2 separate regions of the Sus scrofa genome follow, and region 2 is linked to region 1. A link is a contact called in public HiChIP or PLAC-seq data. All regions are on one chromosome and are shown on one strand. The core of a region is the stretch at or near the end of the contact, and the rest is flanking DNA. Distances in the headings are between cores, read along the strand shown.

Region 1 (7,936 bases), core at 2,733-5,232:
CAGGCTTAGTCCTAATTTTGCCCCAAGGAAAATTTAACTCTCAACTTCCAGGTTGTGGGTTTTTTTGTTTGTTTTTTTTAAGTGGACAGTACATAAAGTACACTTGAAAGAAACAAAGCTGGGAGTTCCCGTCGTGGCTCAGTGGTTAACGAATCTGACTAGGAACCATGAGGTTGCAGGTTCGATCCCTGGCCTTGCTCAATGGGTTAAGGATCCGGCGTTGCCTTGACCTGTGGTGTAGGTCGCAGACTCAGCTCAGATCCCATGTTGCTGTGGCTCTGGTGTAGGCTGGCGGCTACAGCTCTGATTAGACCCCTAGCAAGAAAATGGCAAAAAGACCAAAAAACAAATAAATAAATAATAAAGTAAAAGTAAACCAAAAAAGAAAGAAACAAAGCTGGTCTCTGGTGAATTTATCGACTGGGAGTCAGGATTGAAGAGTGGTGGAGGAGCTAGAGTCTAAGATGCCCCCTGAGACTCTTGGCCCTGGGTGCACACCCCAGGTACAATCCCATGCCCTGGAGTGTGGCCCAGCCTGAGTCAGCTGACTTTGCATTAATAAAAAGGGATGCCACCCAGGGTGGGTCTAACCTAATCAGGATAGTTCTTACAAGAGAGACCAGGCCTTTCAGTAAGGGGCTCTCCTGTTGACTTTGAAACCCAGTGGGCTTGGGAGAGGGCCTTGAACCTCCACTGACCCCACAGCCCTCGGGAAGAAAGAGAACCTTCACTATCTGGTTTGGCATAAAGTGAGTGCCTGCTTCAGCAATGCTGTGAGAAGCACCCAAAAAACCATTTTGCGTTCCCACCCTCCATTCTAACAACCCCAAAGCCTCCCATCCAACTCCAGGAGCTTCAGGCTTCCAAGCCAGAGGCAGTCCTCTGACAGGGAATAAGGCCTCAAACCTGGGCAAGTCATTTTACCTCCCAAGCGCTGTCTGAGGGACTGGACCAGGACATCAACCAGCTGATTTTATTGCTGAGGTGAAAATGCACTCTGGACAACTAAAGGCACTTCTGCTCTATTGACAGTGCCCTGCCCTTCATACCCCCCCCCCCATCCCCGCCCCACAGTTGCTTTTTTTTTTTTTTTTTTCTTCTTTGCCTTCCAGGGCCTCCCCCGTGGCATACGAGGTTCCCAGGCTTGGGCTGGATCTGAGCCACATCTGCCTGCCTACACCACAGCCACAGCAAAAGCCACACCAGATCTGAGCCACATTTGCAACCCACACCACGGCTCATGGCAAGGCCAGATCCCTAACCCCCTGAGCAAAGGCCAGGGATCGAACCCACAACCTCAGGGTTCCTATTCAGATTCATTTCTACTGTGCCACAATGGGAACTCCCACAGTTGCTCTTTGAACCCTAAGTTCCATGAGGACTCAGATGCCTGCAGCCAGAGCTGAGAGGTCACCACGCAGCAGGGCTTGGAACCCCAGCTCCCATCCTCTACAGCCCCGTTGGTCTGAGTCCCTTTACTCTGCCTCTGCTTTCCTTCAGCCAACTTCCGAACAGGGCTTCCCACAGCTAAGTCCCTGGCCTGTTGCCTGTTACTTCTGTTTCTGAATGAGTGTAGATGAGCAAATTCCTTGCACTTCCTTGGCCTTCCTTCTCACAGATGTTCCCATCCAAGTCCTCCTTCAGCCAAGGCGGAGGTGCAGCCCCCCCCTTAGCCCCAGGTCAGGCCCTTTGCTGGAGGTGGGCAGCTGGAACATGGCAGGGGGTCGGGGGGGCACATACCACATGTTTGAAGACCTCACGGTGTTTGGTGAACCTCTGGATCTTGAGCAAGTCAGAGACTCAGAAAGACAAAGAGAAAGGCAGCCAACTCATCCCAAATGCTGAGACATAGAGCTCCTCTCACCTCTTTCTAGGAAAAGGCGTGAACTCCTGGAAACCATGCACTTTCTAGGACAAAGCCATCTTAGCAAGGGGGGGAGGAGGAGCGGCGGAGAGCTCCCCACTGCCCGCCCTGCTCTTACAGGCCAGGCGGAGGCCCAGGGGAGCACACCGGTGCTCAGACTTAGCTTGTAGCCACTCCCCTGAGCGCTGGAGGGTATTCATGGAGAAGGCCAAGGCCAGAAGGAAAAGACTTCAAGCCCAGACTTCATTGCAAGTGGGGTGAGGGGACCCCTGCATCCCACCCAAGGGGCAGCTCTGGTCTCTGCTTTCGGATTTGTTCAAGCCAGAGTCCTCATAATAGGAGAGCTTTGGAAGAAGGCAGATTGGAGCTGTGATGAGCCTGGCAAGCAGACACGAGGGGGACTGGTCTCTGCCGAAATCCCCTCACCCACAAGACTCCCCGGCCAATGACAGCTCACCTCAGGGAGCCCCAGAATGCCACGGAACAAGCCTGGGGTCCATGGGCCGCTGCATCTGACTGAAGGTCGGGTAAGGGGCAGAAAGGTCCCTAGTGAAGCACCATGTTGTGTCCTCGTGGTGGGACCACAGGCAAGTCTCTTGGCCTTTCCGGCCAGCCTCCATCCTCCCAAGTCAGACTGGCCTTGCCATCTGCTCCTGCCATCATCAAAGGAGGGCTGTTGTTGAGATCAAATATGTGAACATTCTTTGAACATGAGTTTGAAGTGCAATTACTCACAGGGTCTCTCTCAGAAGCCAGACCCGGCTGTTGAACTGGATTAGTCATTTTGCTGCCTGAATAGCACCACCTATCAGCTGGGACTTCCTAAGGACAGCCTGTCACTTGGACGAAGACCCCTGGCTTAAATGCCTTCAGCCTCAAATGCTTGACCTAGGCAGGGCTGCTTATATTGCCCTTGTCTGTTTCACGTGTGCTGTAGAAAAAGCTACTTCCGATGCTGCTGAATGACCCTGCCTCCTCCATTTGGTGATATAACTATGGTGGAGTGGGCAGAAGCAGCCCAAATTCCTTTTTCTGGATTCCGATGTTGACTCCCTGCTGGCAGCCCTCTCCCCTCTGGGCTCCTTCTGTTTTTGTTTTTGCTTTTGTTTTGCTTTTTAGGGCCGCATGCGTGGCATGTGGAAGTTCCCAGGCTAGGGGTTGAATCAGAGCCACAGCTGCTGGCCTACACCATAGCAACAACAATGCGGGATCCAAGCCACATCTTAGACCTACATCAAAGTTCAGGGCAACGCCAGATCCTTAACCCACTGAGCAGGGCCAGGGAACAAATCTGAGTGCTCATGGGTACTAGTTGCATTCGTTACCACTGCGCCACAACAGGAACTTCTGGGCTCCTTCTGTTTGTTTTTTGGCTGCCCCTGGGGTATAAGGAGTTCCCTGACCATATCATCAGGGATCAGGTCTGAGCCACAGCTGCAACCTAAGCAACAGCTGCAGCAACGGAAGATCCTTCACCCACTGTGCGGGGATGGAACCTGCGTCCCAGTGCTCCCAAGACAGTGATCCCGTTGCGCCACAGCAGGAACTCCTTTTTCGGTTTGTTGGTTTGTATTTGCTTTTTTGGTGGGCTCCTTCTGGATGGCAGGCCTGGTGCACTTCTTCCCTGCTTTTGACAAGATAAGCCAAAAGAACCCTTCTCCATTAAGGGACCGGCACCCGCCTACCCCCACCTCCACCTTCAAGGGCAGCCACTGTGTGTTCCTGGAGAGGCCAAGAAGGGAACGTGAAACAGCCAATGCTTGGTCTCCTAAAGGATGACTCAGCTTTCCACGTGGAGCTGGAATTCTCCGCCTTCATTTTCCCCAGCAGCTGGGCCATTGCAGGCTGCCCCTGTGCCTCCCTCCCCGGGAAGCTCGGCCTCGGGGGCAGGGGGCTGGCCCTCGGGCCCTGCGAGGGGCCGTGAGCACCCCCTCCCCAACTCCCTATTCTCCTTCCTTTGGGAACTCTCAGCGCTACAAACAAGCTTGCTGAGAACCATATTTTTCTGGGTGAAAGGTGAAAAATGCAGCATTTCCTCCAAATGGAAAGCACTGGGCCTGCCAGCTCCGGGCACGTTTCCGAGATCCTTCCTCCCACTTGGAGAGGAGGCAGCTCCTTGCAAGCAGGAGAGGAGCAGAGGTGGGTTGGTGGGAAGGAGAGGAGGGACGTGGGAAGGGAAGCCCCGGTCCCTCTGAAACCAGGGCCCTTTGTGTGTAGAAACCAGAGGGCCTGTTCGTGTCCAAGGGGCCTGGAGACGGGGCAGGACCGGGCTTGGAAACTGAAGGCAAACAAGAGGGCAGGAGAGCAGCACAGCTGCTCAGAGTGGCGCCTGAGGGCAGGGTTGCCCGAGCTGCCGCTTCCCGGGTTCTGGAGCAGCCTGGGGACCAAAGAGAGCCCACAAACCTTCGTGAGAGAGATCCCAAAGCTGGGCTTAGAGGAAATGCATGCTGTCAAAGTCAGGTTTAGCGGGAAAAGCAGGAACGTTCCCTTCTCTGACCCCACCCCAGCCGTCCTTGCTTCAAGAACACACGGGAAGTTCTGGGGAATTTTCTCAGCTCCTGACTGGAACAAACGCTTTTCAGGGACCTATGCTTCATGACATCCTTCCTGAGCCATCAGGGGCTGCCTTCAACTCCACGCTCCCTGGCTGCTCCTCAAACCTCTCCATCTAGCCAAGAGCCCAGCTGGCCTTCTGCGCAGAGCTGCTGCCCAAAAGCCATGACACAGATCCTGTCCCCCCGCCAGTCCTTCCTCCGCACAACAACATGGCCTACAAGTATCAGGCCACAGGCCGGAGAACAGAAAAATGGAAAAACGGGAGTGCAGTAGGCAGGGCTGGAGGAGCCGAAGCTGCAACCCCGGGCTGGGCCTGTCATCGCAACCTCACAGGACCCCTCCCAGCTCCAAGGGTCCTACGGACACACCACAGCCGCGGACTCCCTCCTCCTCTCACAGCCCCGCCCTCAACAGCGCAGGACTTGCTGTGGGGCTTTGACTGCACTGATGGCCCTGATTTTCCACCTCCTCTGTACCCCAGGCCCTGTGCCAGGCGACCTGTAATCATGATGGAGGTGGCGTTTCTTTATCTCTTGAATGTATGGACTCCGATTGATAGGATGTAGCAGAAGTGACACAAGGTGCTTCCAAACCTAGGCTAGAAAAGGCCTTAGACCTCGATTCCAGGGCCCTCGGCCTCCCCTGTGGTCATGCAAAGGGCACATCAGGCTGGCTTGCTGGTCCCAGGAGGAGGCTGGAGCAGACCCAAGTCACCTCACCATCCCGGCCATGGCCACGCTAAGCGAGCCACCCTATATGAGTGAACAAGTCCTGCTGAGGCCAGAGCCACCTAGTGAAGCCCAGCCAGGATCAGCAGAGCTGCCCAGCTGACCACTCAAGGCATGTAAGCAGGCAGCATGTCTTGTGGTGTGCCACTGAGGTTTTGTGGTCATTTGTCATATAGCACTATTGTGGCAATAGATAGCAGATACATTCACAGAGGAAATGGAGGTGGTGGGGTGGGGTCGGGGGGACCACAACGCCGGGCTAGCTCTCCTGCCCATCTGAACCCAGGTCTGATCCCTCAGCTTCAGGACAAGGGTTATATCCTCCCAACTTCCTCTGCTCTAAGTTGCATCTCCTGATTTTTGGCCACTGAGAGGGTCCAAGAGCTCACTCACCCCACCTTGGGCTATGCTGTCTCTTACCCTGTTCTCCTACCCTGAGCCTCCCCTGTGACCAGCTGCCCTACGCTGCTGCCCTCTCATCCACAGCATCTTTACTGCCCTGACTCCACCTCATGTCACCTGTCCCCCTCCAGTCCCTTTTGCACCCCCTCCTCTCCCACCCCTGGGAAGGTGTTTTGCACCCTCAGCAGCTCCAAGCTCCACTCCTCCCACCCACCCCTTTCTCGCATTTTCCTCTGGCTAACACTTGCAGGGAATGACAGCTCATCCACAGCCCAACTCTACTGGCTTCAGCTCAGCTGGATATTTTGCTTAAATCACCATGCCTTCTTTTTTTGGCTGGAGGCAATTAATTCAAAATGTGAATCCTTTGGAGTTGTGAAAGCAACTCTATTGTATCTTGGGAAGCACTGGCCCTAGATGTCTCCAAGGAAGCTGCGTGGAGGTGAGGGTGGTGGGGAGGTGGTAAAACCCACTTTCTACCATGTGGTTTTCTCCCTCTGCACTCACAAGGTGACATGTGTAGGCGAGGGGATTTCCTGTTGTTGTTGTTGTTACCTTTATTGGTCTGGTGGGAAGGATCCTGGTCATCAAAGGTCCTCAAAGCCAGGAGGCAGAAGGCTGAAGCTCAAGACGAATGTCTCGGAGTGCCCGTTGTGGCTCAGTGGAAATGAATCCGACTAGCATCCATGAGGACACAGGTTCGATTCCTGGCCTCGCTCAGTGGGTTAAGGACCTGGCATTGCCATGAGCTGTAGCGTAGGTCGAAGATGAGGCTCAGATCTTGCATTGCTGTGGCTGTGGTGTAGGCAGGCAGCTGCAGCTCCGATCTGACTCCTGGCCTGGGAATCTCCATGTGCCGTGGTGCGACCCTAAAAATACAAAAAAATTTTTTTTAATTTAAAAAAGTAAAAAAGACTAATGTCTCTGGTTAATTTATCTTGTAGAATTTTTTTTTTTTTTTTTTTTTTTTTAAATAGCAACACCCTCAACACATGAAAGTTCCTGGGCTAGAGATCAAATCCCAGCTGTACCTGCAACCTGCGCTGTAGCTGCAACAATGTTGGATCCCCCAACCCACTGTGTCAGGTGGGGGACCAAACTCATACCTCTGCAGTGCCCCAAGCCGCTGGAGTCAGACGCTCAATCCACTGCACCACAGTGGGAACTCCTGTAGAACCCCCCCTCCACCTTTTTTTTTTTTTTGGAGTTTTTACGGCCGTACCTGCAGCATATGGAAGTTCCCGGGCTAGGGGTTGAATTGGAGCAGCAGCTGCAGGGTGACGCCACAGCCACGGCAACAGGGGATCTGAGTCACATTTTTGACCTATGCCACAGTTGTGGCATGCAATGCTGGATCCTTAACCCATTGAGCGAAGCCAGGGATTGAGCCTGCATTGCCAGAGCCTCGGGAGGGATCAGTAACCCATCCACAGAGGAACAAATGACCAAATGAACGTCCTGGAGCCTTCCTCGTCTCCTTTATTCAAGTTACTGCAGACCCGCACTCTTAAAACCCAAACGACAGTGACCCACCTCAGCTCACACCTGTGCCTTTTCATCTGCTTATTTTGGAAGACGTTTCATATCCACCTTCTTGAGCCATCATCATTTACGGAGAGAGAAGGGGCAGCTCCCCAGGGTGCCCACCCCACTCCTCTGATGCCACAAAGGGCCCACACGAGTCTCCTGTGGGAGAAAATTCTTAGGAAGGGTGCAAAGAGTTCAAGGTTGTCCACCTGAACTTGCAAAAGTATACTGTGCAGACAATCTGTAGCTATAAAAATATACACATAGAAAAGGACAGCTACAAAATCCTGGTGCCCATTTTCTTAGATTTGCATTATAAAAAGTAGGGATTTCGCATTAAAGGTAAACTCTACATGGGGGTGTGGGGGGCAGCTTTATAATTATGATTCTATCTCTATATCTCTAGTCTCCCTTCATCCTTATTTTCATAGTCAGAGCACGCTGAACCAGTCAGTGAGGAGGGGAAGGGGTTAAGCGTAGTAATCCATGGGCCAAGGTGAGAAATTCCAGGTTCAAGGTCACACAGTCATTCTGCTGTCAGTAAGAGTGTCATGAATCAGGAGAGGAGAGAAGTATTTTAATACTGCCCTTTGGGTCTCCCTCTCTGTTGTTTTTTTTTTTTTTTAAACGAACTATGAATCACAACACAGTCACTGAGCTAGAGCAGACAGGCTGTGAAATTCGCCTTGACGTGTGATCTCTGGCAGCCACTCCACAGGCAACTGATGCTTCCTACACAGAGCATTCCGTTGGGTTTGGCCCACGGAGTGTCAGCAGGAAAGGCCACACAGGGGCTCCTGTCTCGGTCCTCGTTTCTCATCAGGGTGTACTTGCTCCTTGCTGAGAGGAAATACACCTG
Region 2 (7,936 bases), core at 3,992-6,491, 300 kb before region 1:
AGGATCTGAGCTATTGGCTGTTCAGCACCTCTAAAGAGATGTCTTGATAAAGCATAATGACAATCATGGTGATTAACGCTTACTTGACACCCTGTTCTAAAGACTCAGTGCTATAGACACGTTAAGTAACTGCCTCTCCTTGGCACAATCCTGTGAGGTAGGAACTCAGAGGAGCAAAGTGAGGTCGAAGTCCTGAACATCAAGTGGTAGAGCCACAATACAAGCCTAGGTGAAGTCTCCTTGCTCTAGTTGGTTTCCTTTCGAAAAAGTGAGTCTGTTCTCCCCAGAAATCTAGAACTCCAAGGACAACAGAGCCTCAGGGTTGGGCTGCCCCAGCAGGCCAGTGGATGTTGTTGGGCTGGGGAAATCTCACCTTCCTATTGATGAGTGACAGGAGTGGAAGGAGAGAAAGCAGCAACCTTCCAACCTGGAATGTCTGTCAATGGCCTGGCACCCCTAAATTGTCCTCACCATGTGGTGAAGTTTGGCTGGTCCCAAAGGATAGCTTCACATGCTTTGATGCTTGCTACATAAATCTAGAAGTTCTAATATGAAGAGAATTTCTTCAGAAGACCTAATATAGATGGGGGAATAGGCCCTGGTAAGCAAAGCAATTTCAATAGTAAAAGTGGGACTAGAACCCAATATTCCAATCCCCGGGTGGGAGTCTATTCACAGCACAGTACAGTTGCTCAGAGTTGGTCCTCCATTCTTTGTGTCCTAAAGATTATACATTGTCAGTGAGGCTGAGCGCTTCTCTTAAAGGGTTTAGCCTGGAGTTCCTGCTGTGGTGCAGTGGGATCACGGCATCTCTGCAGTGCCAGGACACAGGTTCAATCCCTGGGATCCAGTTTAGCTGCAGGAACTCCATATGCCACAGGGCGGCCAAAAGAAAAACAGGTCTTGTCTGTAGACTGGAGGTCAAAAACTGGCATTTTAAGGGCTAAATCTAATTTGCAGGTGTGGTTTTTTTCCTTGGTTTTTAAAGTGTTTTTGAGAAATGTGAACAAGTTGCTATCATTTAAAAATCAAGACTTTTCACACACGAATCCAGATTTCTGACTTCTTTTGAAAAAATTCAGAATCAGGACACACTGGAACCATTTTCACACATGGTAACTAATGGCTAGAGCTGATGGTGTGCTGGAGCGAGCTCAGACCAGCTCCTAAGAGCCAATGATAAAGTGCTCAGAAATGTTGTGCGCGAGTGTTCCATAGCTGGGAGCTTGAATTCAGCTATAGAGAGATTTATATCTCAGGCATTGGCCAAACTACAAATTAGGGCTTTTATTTCTCCTTCCCTTCCCTGCCCTGCCCTTCTCTCCTTTTTTCCCTTTCTCCCTTCCTTCCTCCTTCCCTTCCTTCCTTCCCCCCTTTTTGATCCTTCCATCTCCACCACACCACTTGCTCGATTACTTGTGCTTTTCTCTTTTCCTTTCTTTTCTTTTTGGACTGCCAGTTTCCTACCACAACACTGGCTGGAACTAAAGAGAACCCACCCTGTTCAGAAAATCATGGTCCCACTGGGCCGTCTTCACTTATTTATGTTACCCTCCAAGCTAGGGGAGCGACCAGAATTGGCATCTCCTACAGTAGACTCTGGACATAAATGGTGGTATTCCTAAAACCAGTTTGTACATTGCTGAGCAAAGGGTCAATCATCACCATCTCTTGATTTTAAGCTCTTTTAACAAAGTGTTTATTCACATATTATAACACAAATGTGCAAAATCTAAAGTCTCAGCTCAAGAAGTTTCATAAAGTGAGCACCACATGAGAATATCCAGTTGAGAAAGAGAACGTTGACAGTATACCCAGAAGCCCCTCATAACCTTTCCCAATTACTGCCTCTTCCTCCTTGTCAAAGGTAAACCATTTTCCCAACTTCCAACACCATGATTTCCTTTTGCCTGCTTTTGAACTTCATATAAGTGAAATCTAGAGCTTATATTCTTTTCTAGCTAGCTTCTGGATTTGCTACTATAGTTGTGAGTTCCATTCATTTTTTTATAATGGACTTCAACTATTCTTTATGAATATCCCACAATTTATTTATTCACTCTACTACTCAGTTTCCAAATTGAGCTCTCTTAGCCTGGATTCCCCCAAAAGGAGACCCCACGACAGAGGTTTGCCTGTGAACACTTTATTTGGGAATGTTCTCCCTGGGAGAGTGAAATGAGAAAAGAGAGGAGACCAATATAAGAATATTTTATTCAGTTAACTATTTCCACAATTAGCTACTGTTCAATCCTCCCAGCGTTTTCTAAGGGGCCTTTTGAAATGCGTTTCAGAACTGCTTACCAGGAAGAACGGAAGTAGAAACATTTATCCAGTGTCTTTTGGCTCCTGTTTCCCATTGTCCAAGGATGGTCCCACTAGTAAAAATCCTCTTATTCTTCTAGGTCATGCGTGCATGAGTTTTCCATGGGAATACCAAGTAAGAGAAGCTGCATTGCAGGAAATCAGGTATATATGGTGCAGACCCCTAGGCAAAGCATTACTGATTGTACCTGCAGAAGCCAAAGCTTGCAGGAGATCAATTACAACAGCAAAGATGGGGCCAAGGAGATTTTGAAGTTGTGCAAAAGAAGTGTCTCTATACTGGCTATTTTGAATAGCATGGCTGTGAGCATTCTTGTTCATGTGCCTCGGTGCACATATGTACACATTTCTGTTGGGTATGTTCATAGGAGTGGAATTGTTGGAGCATAAGATATTTACATGTGCAATCCAGTTTTCTAAGGTGTTTATTTTACTTACATTCCCACTAGCAATGACAACATTTTTTGTTGTCCTATCTCTTTTTAAAATGTTACTATAAAAATATATGTATATACATATAGCTTTCTAATGGCTGGAGATTGTTGCCAGATTGTGTCTCCTCAACTGTCTGGTCCACTTAGCACCACATTTTACATCTGGTCGTTTTAGTGCTGTGTCCTGGGCTGCAGATGTGCTCAAGTATTCCGAGCTGTTGGGTTGAGCCCAACAACTGTGCACTTGACCTCAGTGGCAATCCAAAGTAAACAAAGAGAAAGGAACAAGACATGTAATATCCCCCAAAGAAGTCACTGTAATTGATTAATTTCATCTATCAAGAAACCATTCCAAGTCTTTGACTGATTTGAGACTCCCTGTTGTGATAGAGAATGTCTTCCTCGAAGGGATGTTATAATTTTTGCCAGTAATATCCAGAGGCCTGCTTTTTTTGTGCTCAGAGACTAGGTTGCCTGTTAATATGTAATCTTTGATAGAGAAACGGAGAGGAAGGTGAGCCTACCCTTCAAGGTCTGGCCCCAAACCCTTTCCCCTTAGTTCTAGTCCAAGATTAACTTCCACCTGACTCCTCCATAATGCAGTGAAAGAGCCAATTGCCCTCACTCTGAAATGCTCCCTTGGTTTCCACTGGCCACAATAAAATTTCCTTCTCTGTGGTCCTCTTGGCCTGAGCTTCAGAGGAACACCTCCTAGGAGACACACCAAGTCTAGCAGACTTAAGTATATTCAGCTTCTAAGCATCTCTCCCAAAGACAAGGAGGTGGGGTTGGATGAGTTGTAAATAGAAGTTTCTTGTCAAGAAGCCTCCAGAAGCTTGTTTTGTTCCTCCTTTTCTGTAGTCTGCTGTGGTCATTCCACTCCTTGACCACTATGAGCAGAAATTCTCTAGTCTTGCCTCAACCCTTTGTACTGGCCCAGCCCACCTGGCTGCTGTCTGATATGGGCAGTTCCTGGGGACACTTCTAGTCTAGCCTGCTATGCTGGTCCATTGTTGCTGGGCCTCTTAAGGAGGCTGGAGGGGAGTTCTCTTCCCTAGAGGGATGCTTCACCATTCAAGGCAAAGGACTTCACTATGGGTGAAGGGAGGTCAAACTAACCCTAACTTCTTGCACTGATGAGCATCCAGGATTTTCCTTGAATATCTCAACACCTCTCATCTCCTGAGGAGGGAGACCCAAAGTTGTAGCATTTTTCTTTTGCACCTCTTTTCTCTGCCTTAAGGCAAAGCTGGCTTGCTCACGGGTACTTCTACATTTCATTGACTCCAAACATACTGATTCATCTGGGGGGTGGGGAGGGAAGCAGCGATGATGGTGATGGGAAGCCAGATTTTAGAGCTTGATCTTACAACTTCTCTACTGCCGTAACAGCCAATTTTATTGCTGGACTTACTATGTGTACTTACTAAGCCCTTTCCATGCATATTATTTAATTCTACAACTCTTTGAGGAATTAGTCACCTTTATAGCTAAGAAAATGGTGTCTTTGGATTCTGTTAGAAAGTGGTCAAGCTGGGATTCAAACCCAGGCAGCTGGCTCCTAGAGCCCACACCCTCAGTAAATACCTCCTGCTACCAGGATTTCTTGCTCAATCACCCAAATGCTGGTTCTCAACTCCCAGCTATATATTAGTCTTCCTTCTTTGTGGCCCCAGCTCCCAGGACTGTCCTGAAAATGACTCAAAGAAAGTTGACTGGGACCCATCCCCACCCCTTGTCTTTTCCCCAGGGCTCTTACGTCCTCCTGAGATGGGAGGACGTGGGTTTTGAGCTCTGCAGTGGTGCAGAGCATGAGCTCATGGCTAAGCCATGGCTTGACTTAGACTCTTCAGCCTCAATCCCAGCTTCATCACTTAGCAGATGTGAAAACAGCAAGTTATTAAACTTGCCAGCCTTGGTTTCTGCGTCACTTCAATGAAATAATAGTAATGCCTGCCTAATAGAGTTTTTCACAGGATTGGAGGAGTTGATACATAGAACATTTAATACAGTAACAGACATTCTGTGAGATGCAGTGAATATCAGTTTTTACTGCTCGTGAAATTCCTAATCAGTTTTTTGAAATCTTGACCTTGGAAAGAGCTAGTGAATTTTCTTGTGATTCCTGATTTTCCAAGTCCTCTCACCCTTTCCCCATTTCAGCACCACTCCTTACCCCCAGTCATTTCACATGGCTTTTGAGTGCTCACACTTTTCTCTCACCACTTTCTGTGTTCCACAGCGACTCAGCTTTTCTATCCATCTGGGAATGAGTCTGAGCTCTTTCCTGCAGCCCCTAGTCAAAGCCTGTGCCATCAGTGTGTCCCTAATGGAGTCAAAGTGCCTCCACTTACATTCAGCAGCTCAGAGGCTTAGTCCTTATGAAGGATTTGGAACCTTTGACCCTGGATAACAATGGGTTATCACCTTACATAGAGATTTCCTCTTCTAGATGACAGAACTGAGTTTCATGAACAGTCTTGCACCAGTGCTACCCGTAGAAGTATAACAAGAGCCACTAACACAAGCCTCACATATGTCATTTGTTTTCTAGTAGTCATACATTTAAACACGGTAAAACAAAAGAGGTGAAATAATTTTAATAATACTTTTTATTTAACCCAATATCCGCAATATTATCAGATCATCATTTATTCGATATAAAAATTATTAGTGAGATAATTTACCTTCCTTTTATTTGAACCAAATCTTTAAAATCTGATAGGTAGTTGACACTTACAGCACATCTTAACTTGCACTGGCTCATTTCAGCTACTCAATAGCTACTCATGATTACTGGCTACCATATTAGACAGAGGACCTGAGCCATTAGTCCCCTGGGTCTAGAATCCTTAAACATTTCCTATTCTACATCTCCATTCTAACAGTGGGCGCATGTAGCACAGTGCCTGGCACAGAGTAGGTGGGCAGTGCAGGCGTTTCTCTTTCCTTCTAGTTTTGCTTTTATTAAATCACCCTCACTCTGACTTATCCATTCCCTTTTATTATATTTGTTCTCATTTTTCAAGGTGCTTGGAAGGGAACTGAGAGCTAGATGCAATATTTAGAGTGGTATTAGGCAACAACCCCAAGACCAAAATAGCTCACATGGCCAGAACTAAAATTAGACTCTTGACCCAGAAGAGAACTCTTCTATCCAGAGAGTGACTTTGAATTAGCTTGACCCACAGAAAATGGCTTACTCTTACTGATGGACAGTATTAACATCCAGAAAATGCACTGAGCATTTTACCAAAAGAACATCATAAGCTATCCATGGAAGTTGGCTTCTTATCCTAGAAGTGCTGCATCGCTCATGTCAAGAATGCATTTTCTTGTCAGTACATAAGATTGAGGTTAAATCTCATACTTACACTAATGCAGTGGTTCTTAATTAGGATGTGTATCTGAATTATATACCTGAGGAGATTTCTCAAAGGGTTTTTCTCCCCCAAGAGTCCAGCATAAATTAAAATCACAGACGCACAAATATGTATATTTTGATTCTGGCACAATTTCCCCTTCCAGGCCCTGTTCCCACCTTCCCCATCAAGAACCACAAGCATGGCAGCTTTTCAGATAGGTGACACCTAGATGAGCAGCTCTGAAAGGGAAAATCAAAAGAGTCAAAACTTCTAGCAAAGAAGGAGACTTCTTGCTGTCTGCTCCTGGGTATTCTATCCTTTCAAAACGGCTTCTCTTCCCAGTTAACTCATAAGAGCCCAGACTTTTTTCCTCAGTGGTCATCTTGGCTTCCTCCAACGTCTGTCCTTCTCCCCTGTATCTCAGAGGTGGCATCTGAGACAGAGCAGGAGCTAAGTACACACGGCAAATCAAGGAATGGTGCCTAAATTAAAGGGAGGTCTCCCATAGCTTATCAGTTTACCCAGTAACCTTGTCTTTCTCTGTCGAGGTTACTCTTTTATGCACATAAATGAGAATTAGAACATCTCTGCCCTGCTCCTTTCAGCAGTATACCTCTGCCTTGATGCATGCTGCCATCCATTTCACTGCAACGTTTGCCATAAATTTGCTTTTAAAAGACTGTCTCTTACAATACTGTCAACGGCCTTTGCATTAAAAATGAGAAAAATATGGAAACATGCACCAACATATTCGGAAATAAATGGCTTCTTTATTACATAAAAGCTCTCATGTGTCTCAAAGCTACTGAGAATAGAATAATTTATCGTAAATGAGATTATTATTGCTGGGAAAAGGTCTATTTTAATGCCAGTTTTCTTGGAGATTAAACCAAACCCTAACAGTCCACTGGGGGTGTTCGTAAATGTATATGTCAAATACTTAAAAGCTTTAAGTGGAAAATATATGCTGATGCAGCAGTCTTGGGGAAGACATTCTGTTTGTCTTATCTCTAGGGGGTCAGGTCCAGTGTCCAAAAAAAAAAAAAAAGAAAAAAGGTAAAAAAGATAATGCGAGAGATCCACTGTGCTTTGTGCTTTGGGGTTTGATGTGCAACGTCGGAACCTCGTCTCTCGGCCTCAGGATCTCCAACAGCTGGGTGGTGTCCAGTCTCGGGGACACACTCTGCAAAACAAATACAGTCTTGAGAAAATTTTATCCTGTGTTTCTCTAGGGCATATGTTTCGCAAGAAGATAAATGGGGACTCGAGAGGAAAACTGTAGATCTGGACTTAAGAAAGAGAGTGGATTATACTTTCTGACACAGCTCGAAAACAGGGTACTCTGCTTAAAGGGCATGAAAGATGAGTGGCTGATTTTCAGACGCTGAACGAGATCAAGGGTATTTCTCATGCAAACTATACTGAGTGTTATTTTATCTTTCTTTGTCGAATCAGGGTCTTTATAAATATCAATCATCATAGTATAGCGACTGAGTGGTCCGTGAGTAAAATGTTACTTTAACCAGCTTTTACAGGATAGGGGTTTAATGGTCTTGGGGGAGGGGCGGACAACCTTTTGTACTATCCCCAGGTGTTTACAACTTATGCAAAGTAGGAGTAAAGTGATGGGTATGTATTTTGCTACCCATGTAACTTCTGTGGAGGACTGGTGATTGTATCTCACGTTCCCCATCCTTTATAAAGGCGTTCTTAGATCATCCAGCACTGGGATGACAGATGTAAGGAACACCCTTCGTAGCTCTTCTTGTCTTCTTCTTCTCAATTCCTCGCCAGTATCCTTTAACCCAGGTC

What was found. HiChIP or PLAC-seq counts read pairs in DNA pulled down with a chosen protein or histone mark.
Region 2: an H3K27ac HiChIP or PLAC-seq map of skeletal muscle shows a contact between it and region 1. The contact joins two enhancer-like sites. A contact is called at or near these places in 1 of 47 Hi-C or Micro-C datasets (skeletal muscle) and 1 of 2 datasets of contacts at active chromatin or transcription factors (skeletal muscle).

The regions. Positions count from the first base shown.
Region 1 is chr16:23,606,002-23,613,937 of Sscrofa11.1, reverse strand. It overlaps EGFLAM (pikachurin), which reads right to left. Exons shown (of 24, transcript XM_021076641.1): 24 at 7,704-7,936. Among named protein-coding and RNA genes, the nearest start is that of EGFLAM, 210 kb to the right of the region's middle. Within about 2 kb of position 3,982, at least 31 of the 83 cell types and tissues checked have an H3K27ac peak or open chromatin away from gene starts, as enhancers often do. A contact at or near this core is called in skeletal muscle, where this site is marked.
Region 2 is chr16:23,907,181-23,915,116 of Sscrofa11.1, reverse strand. The region is part of intron 4 of LOC106506470 (a long non-coding RNA gene); the gene reads left to right. Among named protein-coding and RNA genes, the nearest start is that of OSMR, 130 kb to the left of the region's middle. Within about 2 kb of position 5,241, at least 3 of the 83 cell types and tissues checked have an H3K27ac peak or open chromatin away from gene starts, as enhancers often do. A contact at or near this core is called in skeletal muscle, where this site is marked.